2 separate regions of the Pan troglodytes genome follow, and region 1 is linked to region 2. Evidence: chromatin contacts called from public Hi-C data. All regions are on one chromosome and are shown on one strand. Each heading gives the region's core, a stretch centred on a gene start, on an enhancer-like site or on the middle of the called end of the contact. The rest is flanking DNA. Distances are from core to core; before and after follow the strand shown. Region 1 has its middle 19 kb from the start of ACBD6. Region 2 has its middle 65 kb from the start of IER5.

The links. A called contact is a pair of places that touch in the nucleus more often than the background predicts.
Region 1: a contact with region 2 is called in a Hi-C map of induced pluripotent stem cells, with 5 times the contacts expected there. The contact joins two enhancer-like sites. A contact is called at or near these places in 3 of 7 Hi-C or Micro-C datasets (induced pluripotent stem cells and stem cell-derived neural progenitor cells) and 1 of 1 other capture datasets (stem cell-derived neural stem cells).

Annotation. Positions count from the first base shown.
Region 1 is chr1:68,598,636-68,606,146 of NHGRI_mPanTro3-v2.0_pri, forward strand. No RefSeq gene overlaps it. Among named protein-coding and RNA genes, the nearest start is that of ACBD6, 19 kb to the right of the region's middle. Within about 2 kb of position 3,091, at least 1 of the 24 cell types and tissues checked has an H3K27ac peak or open chromatin away from gene starts, as enhancers often do. A contact at or near this core is called in induced pluripotent stem cells, where this site is marked.
Region 2 is chr1:67,979,359-67,986,098 of NHGRI_mPanTro3-v2.0_pri, forward strand. No RefSeq gene overlaps it. Among named protein-coding and RNA genes, the nearest start is that of IER5, 65 kb to the right of the region's middle. Within about 2 kb of position 3,268, at least 10 of the 24 cell types and tissues checked have an H3K27ac peak or open chromatin away from gene starts, as enhancers often do. A contact at or near this core is called in induced pluripotent stem cells, where this site is marked.

The DNA of each region.
Region 1 (7,511 bases), core at 1,841-4,340, 620 kb after region 2:
GCTCCATGCACTCATACTTCTCCTGTCTGTGACAGGAGTGTTTCCCCAGGTGGCCAGCCTCAGGTCTAAGCAAGGAGGCAAATTAATAATAGCACAACAATGATTTGGCTCCAAATGAGGAAGGATTTCTAAGATGGCTCACAACTGCTGTTGTGTTGTGTCCAGGGCAGCAGTGACCCTTCCTTGACTGGCTTCTCCAGCACCTACCAATGAAATAATTCACAAAGCCCCTCAGATGATGAACCAGCCACTGTGGCCACTACCCTCATGATTGACTTCCCTCTAGGGCAGTGCCCTTGCACATATGGGCTTCCTTTGCCTGGGGCTGGGGGCAGGGCCCACCCTCATAATACAGGCAGGAGCAGGGCCTTGCTATTCTCAGGCTCTCACCTCATGATGTGGTACTGTTGAGTCTCCTTACTCTGCCTGCGATGTCTTCTGGAAGGTAAGCAGCTCTGCTAAGGGCAGGAGTGAACTGCTATCACTCATTTTTTCCTACCTCTTTCAATGAACCCAGTCCACCCTCACACGTGGCTGGAAAGCCTTTGCAGGCCTCTGTCCTAAGTCTTTAGAATCTCTCCAGACCCTCTCCCACTTGCTCACTCTGCCAGTCATTAGTCATTCTCAGCTTTCCCATCAGTCACCTCTGCTTTCCTACCCATCCTCCTCCCTACTTCTGATTCCACATGTCAGCTTCTGTCCTTCATATTAGGAACTCATTTCTCTGGCTCGAACTCCAGCACCCGTTTGGACAGAGTCCCAGCTTTCCTCCACCTCAAACACTTAGGGGTGGACTGAAGCCTTTAAAACCTCTAAGCGATGAAATATGTAAACTATACATTTTACATTATAAATTATAAAATAAATATAAACCCCAGCAAATTAAATGATGACCCTTTAAATGCTTTCTTAACTGTCAAAAGCTCCTCCTGCTCAAATATTTTGGAGGCCTGATTTTCTGATACCAAAAGCCCATGCTTACCCTGCCCACTGGTGATGGGTGCATGTTCCTCTCTAGCCCCATGCTCAGCTGACCACAGGCACCTGTAAGGACTAACCAGCTGGGCTGCCCTGTTCAGCCTTCCTTGTGGAGTGAGGGGTCAGTCCAGCTTGTGGGTTCACCACATACCTTGCTCCTAGCTCATTCCCCTAGCAAAGCCACCTCTTCTCTTCCTTCCCATCCGCCCAAGACAGTGTGACAATACGTGTATCTGTTTTGTCCCTTCAACTCATTCTCATTGACTTGATTGCTACTCATTGGTTTTGCAACAAAGACGACTAAAACCCCTGGTGGTAGGCATTACAGTAGAGGTATGTATTGACTTAACAGTCCCTCCTCCAGCCAGGCCCAACATGATGCTAGGAATAGAGAGAGCAATTTGAGCAACAGGCTGAGACAATGGTTCTGAATCCAAGCAAATTTACATGGGTCACCAGAACATCCATCATTTCTCACTACAGGTACCTGAATGCCAGCGGAGAAGGTTATGAATAATTTATTATCTAATTGATTGACTAAAAGGCCATGAGAGGAATAACAGGCATGCCCAGGAGGCTGCTCACTCTCTCCTTCCCTTCCTCCCTCCTTTGTTCTCTGTCTCCCTCTCCCCAACCTTTCTCTTTCTTTTTTTTTCAAAGTGAATTCAAACCTGGGCCTACTTTTTATGCATAACTCAAAATCTTTATCTCATGACTTCATTCTTTGTGGCACAATCCTCCCTAAACTCCTTCTCACACCTTCCTTTGAACCAAGTGGAACAGTTGTACCACTTACGGCTCTGTCTTTACTTTTGAATAATTGCCATTGCAGGCAGTTTTCTCATCATAACTTAGAGAGGATTTAGAGACTTTTACCCAAGAAGAGAGAATTTGATTGCATCACAACAAAAGAGGTCCTCAGATGGACAATGGGGCATGGATCAGATGGAGGAAACAAAACATACAGGCCTGAGCAGTGTGTGTTTTCTAGGGCTGCTGTAACAAAGAACCACAGACTAAGGGGCTTAAAACAAGAGACATTTATTGTCTTACAGTTCAAATGGCTAGAAGTCCAAAACCAAGATGTTGGCAGGGCCATGCTCAAACTGAAATGCGGAGGAGAGAATCCTTCCTTGCCTCTTCTGGCTACTGGTGGTTCGCTGGCAGTCCTTAGCATTCTTTGGCTAGCAGCTGCACCACCTCAATCTCTGCTTGCATTGTCACATGGTGTTCTCTCTGTGCGTCTCTCTTCACCTGGCCACCTCCTTATAAGGACATCTCCTTATACAGTGGCACCTTCTTAGGGCCCACCATAATCCAGTATGACCTCATCCTAATTAATTACATTTGCAGTGACCTTATTTCCACATCAGGTCACATTCTCAGGTACAGGGATCAGGACTTCAACATATTTTTTTTGTGGGGGGGTGGGGACAAAATCCAACCCATAACAAGAAACATGCCTATTCTGAGAATGGCCAGTAGTTCCATTTGGCTGGAAAGTTGGGCATGACTAGAGTGTAGTGGGAGAGGAAAACAATCTAGCAACTAAAATAATGGGAAAGCAAAGCTGTGGACTTATTAGCTTAGTTTACTGTGGTGAAGGTCTCTGCATCTCTCATTCCAGTCCAATAGCTTGCAATTTTTTGCCATTGGTCGAGAGAAAGATAGAGAACTACCATGCAGGTGAGTCAATAATGTCTTCTCTATCTGTCATTCATTCATGTATTTATTCAATAATATTTATTGAGCACCATGTGCCAGAAACCATGCCAAGCAATAGGGATTCAGTGGCAAACCAGACAGACATGACTTCTGTTCTCCTAGAAAAACAGCTCAAAGTATGGTTTCACTTGTCTTCAGTCATGACCTTCCTTATCAACATGTAACAATGTCTAGAAGGAATTCCAAGGTAGATTAATTAAAAATAGACGGGTGGCAAAGTTGTGAAACAAAACAGGAAATCATTTTAAAAGCAGAAAATAAGTAGACATATCCCCAGGCGAACGACAAGCCTGTGCAAAGTTCTTTCTATGTCAAAGCCAGTGTCCTTTACGGTATCAGATAACTAACTCCTCCAAATTGCTAAGGCATGCTCGTCATTCCCGTCATTCCCGTAATGCAAATAGAAAAGCCTCACGTAACCCTGCCAGAAGGTGACAGTGTAACACATTGCCCAGTCCTCAACCAGTAGCTGAAGATCAAGGGGCACAGTGGGAAGTACATAGCTTCTTCTCCCATGCATTAAGGTTAAGTGATCATGCCTGGACAAGCACCATGGATTGGAAGAAAGCCTTTGACTGGAATCTGGTCAGCACACTTGTTGATAAATTGCAAAATATCTCATGTTTCCGTGGAAAACAGGGCACTACTGACATGTGGCTCAGTGTAATTATAGTCACTAAAGTTAATATTTTCCATAAACCATAGATGGTCTCTGAATTGGGCTACATTTGCAGAAATTGTGCTGTAGTCCTTGAAAACACCGCATGGAATTACCTTTCAAAGTAATAATGTGCATGAGGTATCTCACCTCTTATTATTCAGCAAGTGATCCTATCCCGGCAGGGAGTTTTCCATTAAATAATATATGTTTATACAAAAAGGAGGGAAGAAGGAAGAGAAAAGAAAAAGAACGTCCCTAATGACATTCACAAATACTCTGGCTTTCCTCTCTTTCCAGGAATGTAGTAAGACTGCACGTCACTGCCCCCTTTGAAGTTAGGTTTGACCATGTGACTCACTTTGACTGATGAAATGTGTGCAGAAGTGACCTAAGTCCTACCTGAGTGAAAGCTTTAAGAGCCACAATATGCTACATTCTCCTTTACTGCTGCCTTCGAAATTGTGTGAGCAGATGTCAAGATGGGTCTTGTCAGCATGCTTCCCCCAGTGATGCTGACGAGCAGAGCAACAGAGTGCAAGCAAAAATAAAAGATTTGCTGGGTGCGGTGGCTCACACCTGTAATCCCAAATTACAGGCAAATTATGCCTGTAATTTGCTGGGATTGGGAGGGCAAGGTGGGCAGATCACCTGAGGTCAGGAGTTCAAGACCAGCCTGGCCAACATGGTGAAACCCCGTCTCTACTAAAAATACAAAAAATTAGCCAGATGTGGTGGCAGGTGCCTGTAATCCCAGCTACTCGGGAGGCTGAGGCAGGATAATCGCTTGAATCCGGGAGGCGGAGGTTGCAGCAAGCTGAGATTGCACCATTATACTCCAGCCTGGGAGACACAGCAAAACTCTTTCTCAAAAAAAATAAAATAAAATAAAATAAATAAAATAAAATAAAATAAAAGATTTGTGGGGCTAAGCAATTGAAGTTTTGGGTTTTTTGTTGTTGTTGCTGTTGTTGCTGCCACATAACCTGTCCTGTCCTGACTAAAATTGACAGTGAATTCTGCATGTTAACTCCTATGGACCAACTAACCAACACCGTCAGTGTTAATGAGACAGAGTTATCAGATGCATGAAAGGGGCTCCCTAGAGCAGGTTCTCCTGGGTATTCACCTGCCAGGGCAGATCTGTCAGGAAGGCCAAGGTTGGGCTCCAGAGAGGCTGTACAGGTTTTAGTAGGAAGTACTAGAACACATTTATTTTAACTACTCAGTTGTAATGGATGCATTGGATAACTATGAAATACTTTGATATGTAGAATGATAATACAATTTCATTCTAGCCAATACTGAGCAATAAAGTCCTGAGAATATTATGAAGAGCAAAGGGATAAAGGAAAAAGGAAAAAGAAAAACAAGTCAGCAGAATGCCATTTTAATAGATGGATTGTAGTCATCAAATTAAATTAATGTCAAAGTCATCCATCCTTCACGTTCTCAATTATTTTAACTAAGCCAAAATTCTACTCCAACACTTCGACAATAACTTTCATAGCTACCTAAAATTACTTCCAGGGGGCCAGGAGTGGTGGTGCATGCTTGTAGTCCCAGTTATTTGGGAGGCTGAGACAGGAGGATTGCTTGAGCACAGGGGTTCGAGGCTCCAGTGAGCTATGATAGTGGCACTGCACTCCAGCCTGGGTGACAGGGTAAGACCCGGTCTCAATCAACAAATAAAGAACTTCCAGGGGGAAGGCAGGGTACAAATGAAAGACCAGACTAAAACTATTTCTTTATCCTCGGAAAACTAGAGGTTTATTCTACTATGGCTTTATCAATTCACTGCTCATTTTTCCTTTTCCCTCCCAGCTTCCCAATCAATTCATTTTACCCTAAACCACTGTCCTGCAAGTGCGCCCTAATGGCTTTCTCACATGCCTTCACTCACCTGCCAAATGCCCATCTCTCTCACTTTTTTCTATTCAAATCTCACCATCCCTCTGGGCTAGCTCCCATCTCCAGGAAGCACTGGCCTCTCTCTCAACTCCAGGCCTCACAGATGTTTCCTGTTTCCTGAATTCCTGAGGCAGCAACAATTCTGAGCACACGATTTAGTGCTGACTTACATAACGGTTCTCTCTCTTTCATGTGTGACAGTCCTGTCTCTCAATCACTCTACGGCAGGGACCCCAGCCCTGAGCCCTGCTCCTGTGAGCTCCTGAGCTCTGTCCCAGATCAGCAGTGGTATTAGATTGTCATAGGACCACAAGCCCTATTGTGAAGTGCAAGGGATCTAGGTTGCACGCTCCTTATGAGAATCTAACGCCTGATGATCTGAGGTGGAACAGTTCATCCTGAAACCACCTGCCCTCTTGTCTTCCACAAAATCCATCCCTGGTGCCAAAAAGGTTGGGGACTACTGCTATATGCATCTGTGCACACCTCAAGAATTCTCTTCCTTTTCCAACTCTTCTTTCTCAGTCTTCTCTCTTCATAAACAACTCACCCTGTACCATGCATTGAAATGCAACAGGAAACAGACCTTACTATTAAAGAGGGCATGACGGCTGGGCGCGGTGGCTAATGCCTGTAATCCCAGCACTTTCCGAGGCCGAGGGGGGCAGATCATGAGGTCAAGAGATCGAGACCATCCTGGCCAACATGGTGAAACCTCATCTCTACTAAAAATACAAAAATTAGCTGAGTGTGGTGGTGCACGCTTGTAGTCCCAGCTACTCAGGAGGCTGAGGCAGAAGAATCGCTTGAACCCGGGAGGCAGAGGTTGCAGTGAGCCGAGATCATGCCACTGCACTCCAGCCTGGTAACAGAGCAAGACTCCGTCAAAAAAAAAAAAAAAAAAAAAAAAGAGCATGACAACATAATGTACTCAAAATAATTCAAATATTACCTTTACTTATGATAGATAACATGCCCTTTCATAAAAGTATGATCTATGTAAGATGACTATCACATGGAAGCTATTTCACTGTTTAAAAGCAAGAAAAAGGCTGGTCCAAGTGCAGTGGTGTTTACAACTAATGGATCGCACAATCAGTTACAGATTTCTTTGTTCCTTCTCCACTCCCACTGCTTCACTTGACTAGGCTTAAAAAAATAATAAAAATGAAAGCAAGAAAAGAACAAACTACTTATTTAGGATAAAATATCACAAATACACTTTATTTCTATCTTCTGGATATTTTATATGAAATTATGTCTCTTTGAAACATTTTTAAAACATGCCAATTAAAAAGAAATTTGGGGAGCCTTTCACTGATATGTTATGCTTTTATTATATTAAGTACAAATATAGGCTCAATATATTAGTTATATTAAGTATAAACATAGACTCCATGCCTTTGATGCTTTTATATACTCATAGACTCAGAAGTGGTAATTAACATGTGGGCAATTGTCAATAAATTCTTGCTGATTATTCACCTTCCATACAAAGTGATTTTTTTCACCAAGTCTTTTCAAAAAGCTCTGGCTTTCATATGCTAGCTTTTACTGACGCTGTATATGTGATGTGATGTGTGTGTGTGTGTATATATATATATATATATAAGTCATATGTAATTTGTGTTTGTGTGTATTTATTTATTTATTTTGGGACAGGGTCTTGCTCTGTCACCCAGGCTGGAGTGCAGTGGCACAATCGCAGCTCGCTGCAGCCTCAACCTCCTGGGACTCAAGCAATCCCTCCCACCTCAGCCTCCTGAGTAGCTGGAACCACAGGTGCGTGCCACCATTCCTGGCTAATTTTTTGGATTTTTTTGTAGAGAGGGGTCTTGCCATGTTTCCCAGGCTGTTCTCAACTCTTGGGGTCAAGCAGTCCACTTGCCTCGACCTCCCAAAGTGCTGGGATTACAGGCATGAGCCACTGCATCTGGCCATTTATTTTTATTTGAAAAAATATAGTTTTTTTGAGACAGGGTCTTGCTCTGTCACCCAGGCTGGAGTGTAGTGGTACAATCATGGCTCACTGTAGCCTGAACCTCCTGGGTTCAAGTGATCCTCCCACCTCAGCCTCTCAAGTAGCTGAGACTACAGGTGTGAGCCACCATGCCCTGCTAATTTTTGTATATATTCATATATTTTTTGGTAGAGATTGGTTTTCGTCATGTTGCCTAGGCTGGACCCGAACTCCTAACCTCAAACAGTTCTTCCACCTTGGCCTCCCAAGGTGCTAGGA
Region 2 (6,740 bases), core at 2,018-4,517:
TGGGTAAGGTTAATTCTTAACTACATAAGTTTTTAAATTTTCTTACATGTAGTTGAGCAAAATAGTCCCTAAGGATTCTTTTAATTTCCTTTATCTGTAGTTATTGTCCCGTTGGTATTTCTTTTTTTCTTTTATTTTTTAAGAGCAGGGTCTTGCTCTGTCAACTAGGCAATAGCATGATCATAACTCACTGCAGCCTTGAACTCCTGGGCTCAAGTGATCCTTCTTCCTCTGCCTCCCAAGTAGCTGGAGCCACAGTCACACACCACCACACCTGGCTATTTTTTTTTAAATTTTTTTAGAGACAGCATCTCGCTGTGTTGCTCAGACTGATCTTGAACTCCTGAGCTCAAGTGATTCTCCCACCTCAGCCTCTCGAGTACCCCTTAGCATTTCTTATTTGTGCTTCCTCTTTTCTTTTCTCTCGAGAGGGTTAGCTGACAATTTAGAAATCTTACTGTTTTTTCAAAGAATTTTATTTTGAATATATTTATTATGTATCAGTTTATCAATTATAAAATATTTTTGTTTTTTAATTAATTGATTTCTGTTTTAACATTTATTAATTCCTTTCTGCTTTCTTGACATTTATTGCCTTTTTTCTAACTACTTCCATTGGATGCTTATTTCATTTTCTCATTCCTGTTTAATTTTTTATTAATTCATTATAAGACTATGCATATTAATCAGAGTTATCCAGAGAAACATAACTAATCGGATATCTATGTAGATATGTATTAAATTGTTATGAGGAATTGGCTCACACAATTATGGAGGATGAGAATTTGTAAGATCTGCAGTCAGCAACCTGGAGACCCAGGAGAACTGATGATGTCATTCCAGTCCAAGTCTGAGGGCCTGAGAACCACGATTGCTTATAATTTAAGTTCCAGTCCAAGTCTGAGTCTGAAGACAGGAGAAGATTGATGTTCCAGCTCAAAGATAGGTAGAGAGAGAGAGAGAAGATTCTCTTATTCTGCCTTTTTGATCCATTCAGGCCTTCAATGAATTGGAAGAGGCTCACCCACATCAGGAAGGGCAGTCTGCTTTACAATCTACCAATTCAAACACTAATCTCACATAGAAACACCCTCAGCCAGCATGGGGGCTCACACCTGTCATCCCAGCACTTTGAGAGGCTGAGGCAGGTGGATCGCTTGAGCCCAAGAGTTCAAGACCAGCCTGGCCAATGTGGCAAAAACCTCGTCTCTACTAAAAATAGAAAAATTAGCTGGATGTGGTGGTGCACACCTGTAATCCCAGCTACTCGGGAGGCTGAGGCATAAGAGTTGCTCAAACCTGGGAGGCAGAGGTTGCAGTGAGCCAAGATCATGCCACTGCACTCCAGCCTGGCTGACAGAGCAAGACTCCATCTCAAAAAATAATAATAATACAAAAATTAGCCAGGTATGGTGGCATGCCTGTGATCTCAGCTACTCAGGATGCTGAGGTGGGAGGATCACTTGAGCCCAAGAGGTGGAGGTTGCAGTAAGCCAAGATCATGCCACTGCACTCCAGCCTAGGTGACAGAGCAAGACCTTGTCTCAAAAAAATAATAATAATAATTTTTAAAAAGAAACACCCTCACAGACACACCCAGAATAATGTTTGACAAAATATCTGGGCACCCTGTGTCCCAGTCAAGTTGACACACAAAATGACCCATCACACTACGCATTTTCCTCTGGACACTGCTTTAACTGTACCTCCTAAGTTCTGGTAAGTGATGTTTTCATTATTGCTGTTTTACAGATAATCATTCCATCTTGAAAATGTCTTGTGGCTTACAGCAGGAATATTTTGCTACTAAATTTTGACCAACAAGTAGGTACAACGACTTGCCTTTTCATATGAGGTTGACCTGATTCTTATGAGGCCAATATGAAGGTGAACCAGAACCTTCTCAGGGCCCAGAAGTTGCTTTGAAAAAATTCTCTCAACACTTGAAAAACTCATTTAAATATCAATGGAAACACACACCTACCTGCCTAGATGGGTTTCTTAACAACCAAGGTCAAAAGTTTCCCTATTGGATCTTGAATCTAAGAGGAAAAAAAGAAACCAACTCTTTCTCATTCAAATGTTCATAAATAATAATATTATTAACAATAATTATAATAGCTACCATAAGGCTGGGCACGGTGGCTCACACCTGTAATCCTAGCATGCCTGTAATTCTAGCATTTTGGGAGGCCGAGGCAGGTAGATCACCTGAGGTCAGGAGTTCGAGACCAGCCTGGCCAACATGGTGAAATCCCGTCTCTACTAAAACTACAAAAATCAGCTGGGGGTGGTAGTCGGTGCCTGTAATCCCATCTACTTGAGAGGTAGAGGCAGGAGAATTGCTTGAACCCAGGAGGCAGAGGTTGCAGTGAGCCGAGATTGTGCCACTGTACTCCAGCCCGGGCAACAGAGTGAGACTCCATCTCAAAAACAAAACAAAACAAAACAAAAAAATAGCTACCATAATGCCATCTGATGTATGTTTTCAGTGCTTTACATATGTCATCTTATTTACATTTTACAACAGTTCTAAGATGGAAATATCACTCTACGTTTTAAAGATGAGAAAACCAGGCTTCGAAGGGGTTACATAACTTACTTAGGATCACACTTCTTTCTAAGTGGAGAAGCTAGGATGTCACACCAGCTCCGATTTAAAACCTGTGTATTTTTTCAGGATAATACCTTGCCTCTTTTGCACACTCCTCTGCCCTGACTTACAGCAATAAGATGGTTCTGCCTCCCATGACAAAACTTATTTTCTAGGCAGAGCAAGTACGTCTGCTGTGGTCCACTCTCAATTAGGTAGAAGTCCAGCCTGGAATTGTGGCACTGCAATGCAGCAGGCCACCTGGCCACAGAAGGCCTTTGCCTGTAGAAGCCATATGGATGAAGAAGACTCTGAGCCAAGCGCTAATGCAGAGAAAGGGGATGGAACAGGGGTGGGGGCTGGGGAAGGAGGGAGCTGGCACAGCTGCTTCCGAAGGGGACGTCATGATGGGCCATCAGTACTGACCACTAAGCCTGAATGTGCTGGACACACCAGTCACCCATGCCAAGCCCATTAAGTTCATCTCAGCTGTCTGGCAACTGCCCTCTAATGAAACAAGCCAACAACTTCCTATATTTGAGGTTTCAGTTAGTGTCGTTGGCCAAGTTTCAGTGGGAACCAGAGAAGACGACCACACGGGGGCTGTAGGCCCTGAGCGCAGCAGCCCAAGCCGACCTCAGAGCGCCTGCCAGCTGGGCAGATTATCAGCGTCCTGCTGCAGAGAGATAAGGAACGTTCTGATCCAGCCCCGAGAAGTGCAGGGCTTTATATAGCAGCTTGAGTAGGCTGCAAGGGAATGTCCTGGCCGAAGGCTTCTCCGTAGCCAAGAGAGAGGGGAGTGGGTGGAGAGGAAGGCGGGAGCTTTATAAATAACCCGATGTGTGCTGATCTGCTCAGCGGCCTTGTCTTAGCAAAGCCTGAGGCCTGGGGGAGGAGAGGGACATTTACAGATGACTTTTATTTTCTTTATCACTTGTCTATATTTTCTAAGTTTTCTACGATGAACTTGAACTCCTTTTATAATCAGCAAGTATGAATACAATTTTAAGAAAGCAAAAAAGAGAGGCATAAAAAGAATTCCTTTGGTTGGAGATTTTAGTGACCATCTTTACCCACTCAGAGGTTCCCAAACAAGCCCCAGTGCTCTCCTCCCTTCTCTGGTCTCTCCCATTGGGCCCCCTGGGGTGCCTGTACTCACCTATGATGCAGGATCTGACCAGTTTTCTTAGCTCCTCCCGGGTTCCCGCATTCCCCATACTCTCCCCCTGCTCCCACTAATCCAAATGTGGCTGTCCTTGGCCTTATTGTTTTTAAAAAAGGTGTCCAGATCCCTCATCTCTGCTAGGGTACATAAGGGTTACTTGGGTATGTCCCCTGTGCCTGCTACACTAGCTTAATAATGGGTAAAAAGCCATGGAGTCCCTGTACAGAGTGTGGTTTACTCTCTGTGCCTCAGGGTCCCTTTTCTATAAAATGGTGATAATAAGACCACCTACTTCATAGAGGTCACATTAAGATTAAAATAAGACAGTGGATGTAAACTGGCTGACACATTGGAAATGGCCAATTAAATATTAACTAATTACCACTCCACTGAGCATCCCTCCTCACACTCAGGCCCTGAATGACCACACCTACCAAATGTGACCAGACAGATTTTCACTGTTTCCAAAAATAACTCCTCCCAGGAGGTGTGAAGATTCACCACTGCAACTCTGGCACTGATTCAAAGCAGGAGTTCCAAAAATGTTTTGCGAGGTGACAGGCTCCCAGAATCACAGTCAGCCTTCACAGTGCCCCTTATACGGCTGCAATCCTCATTTGGATGTGTGAGTCATGGTAGGGCTACCACATAAACAGATAAATGAATAAACATGTTGTGACTTTGTAGTAACGACCTCATGTAAGCTAAGTTCAGCTCATGACTCTGGGGCAATTTTTAGGACACAAAAGTAGATAAAATATCAACCGATTCCTATTTTTTGAGCAAGCGCTATGTACAAAAAGGCACGGCGCTAAAATGCAAAAATGGAACATTTTAAAAAGATGAAAGCTTCTGCTTGGAAAGAGATTACACCCTAATCGAGGAAGTAAAATGCAGATACAGGAATAGAAAGCACACTCAGCAAAGCAAGATATGATCCATGGAGGTGATAAGGTGGAGAGTTCAGAAGAGCACGCCTGCTGGGTTCTGGAGGTCAAAGCAGCCTCGTGGAGGAAATTAATACCCTTGATAAGTGGATGCCAGGCCTTGTAGAATTCTGATGCAATCAGGATAGAGTCTGAGAGAAAGGGTCTCACATGTCAATGTCAACAAAGCATGGTGCTAGGTACTCATATAAGTACATCATCTTTTTTTGATCTTGACAAGAATCTAGTGTGATGTTACCATTCCCATTTCACAGATAAGAAGACAGTGGCTCAGAGAAGCTCAGAGAGGTTAAGTTATATGCCCAAGGTCATTCACAGCAGAGGCAGGATTCAAACCAGGTTCTACCCAGCTCCACAGTCCATATTCTGGCTTCTACCATCTGGCACTGCTATGGCCTCCCTTAAATCTGGCTCCCAGAACAGACTTGGGCTGTCTGTGACCAGGAGCAGGGCTTTCATTCCATGGCTGTGGCCTTTTAGTAGAGAGGACACTGCCCAGTGTGGCTGACAAATTCTTTGGCAATATATTGACCTTACATTGCCTGCCAGTAACATGGGATAAGGTGTAACAACTTCTAAGCCTAGATCAAAGTCATAATTTTGATCACAGGTTACAATTTTGTATATTTAATCCCCTGCTTCTACTTTGTAGTATTTTTGTCAGTTCAGCAATTCACCTCTTTTATCACCACTACAATCTATAATAAGCACATGGACTTTTCAGGAATGACATAGGAATAAGATAGAAATAAGCTTTCAGAGGTGACCTTTGCCCCCAATTTTCAGTCACGTGGACTTGGAGGATTTTTGTGATATAACAAATAGCACCTGTTGGTTAGCATTGGAAAAGTCCCCAGATGCATCTGGGAGCAGCCAACATCAGCACCAAGATATTGCTCATATTCACTGGTGTCTTGCCGAAAGCCCACCCAACACCAATATCACCCAAGCCTAAGCTTCACATTCCCCAGGCCAATAAATAGTATTTATTGAGTACCAGGTTCACGGTTCTTAAAACCAGCTGGAAATCACAATCCAGTAACCCTAACTCAATCCCAACTCAGACTGTATAACCATATTCTAATCATGAAGGGAATCTGGGAGGCTCTCTAAAAGAACAGTATTTGTCCCCTCTGAAACTCATGTTGAAACTTAATCCCCAATGTAACAGTATTAACAGGAGGGGCCTTTAAGAGGTGATGGGTCAGGAGGGCTCTGATTAATAATTAATAGTTAATGTGATTAATGGATTGATGGGCTAATGGATTAATGGGAAATCAGGGGAGTGGGTTTGTTATCACAAGAGCGAGTCTGTTATTAAAAGCCAGTTCAGGTCTCTCATGAGCCCTCCACCATGTGATACCCTGCACCACCTTGAGCCTCTATGGAGAGTCCCCACCAGCAAGGCTCTTGCTCAATGTGGTTTCTTGACCTTGGACTTTCTAGCCTGCAGAACTACAATAATTCCATAAATTTATTTTCTTTATAAATTACCTAGTCTGAGATATTCAGTTATAGCAACAGAAAATGGACTAAGACAAACGGGAACTCAAGCTGGGAGGGAGCCATAAAACCACTCCCCAGGGAACCAGGGCAGGGTCATTTCAGCCATGAAAAGCCCATTGCAGACATCTTTCCTTCAGCTGGGAGCCCAGTATTGGGGAGAGATTGAAATAGATACCATCCCTCTTTCATGAACATATGAATAACAAAACTGATTCAGGAAATGTGACTTAGGGACACAGTAACCGTGTGCTTTCTAACACTGCATCCCAGGATCAGGCAGACTTGCCCTCCCATGCACTAGCACAGCTGCATCCCCGAGGCCTCCCACTGTGAGGCCTGCCTCACTAAGCACCTGGCTGAAAGCAATGATCATACTCTCTACAGGCAGGCAGATCCTAAGAGAGGGCCCGGAAGGGGCTGAGCCACATACCCACAATTTCCTTTACGGGCTCACTAAGCAGTTCAACTACTAAAGAAAATAGAGTAAGAGACAGAGAGAAGCTAGGAATGTCACCCTAATCAAACTCCC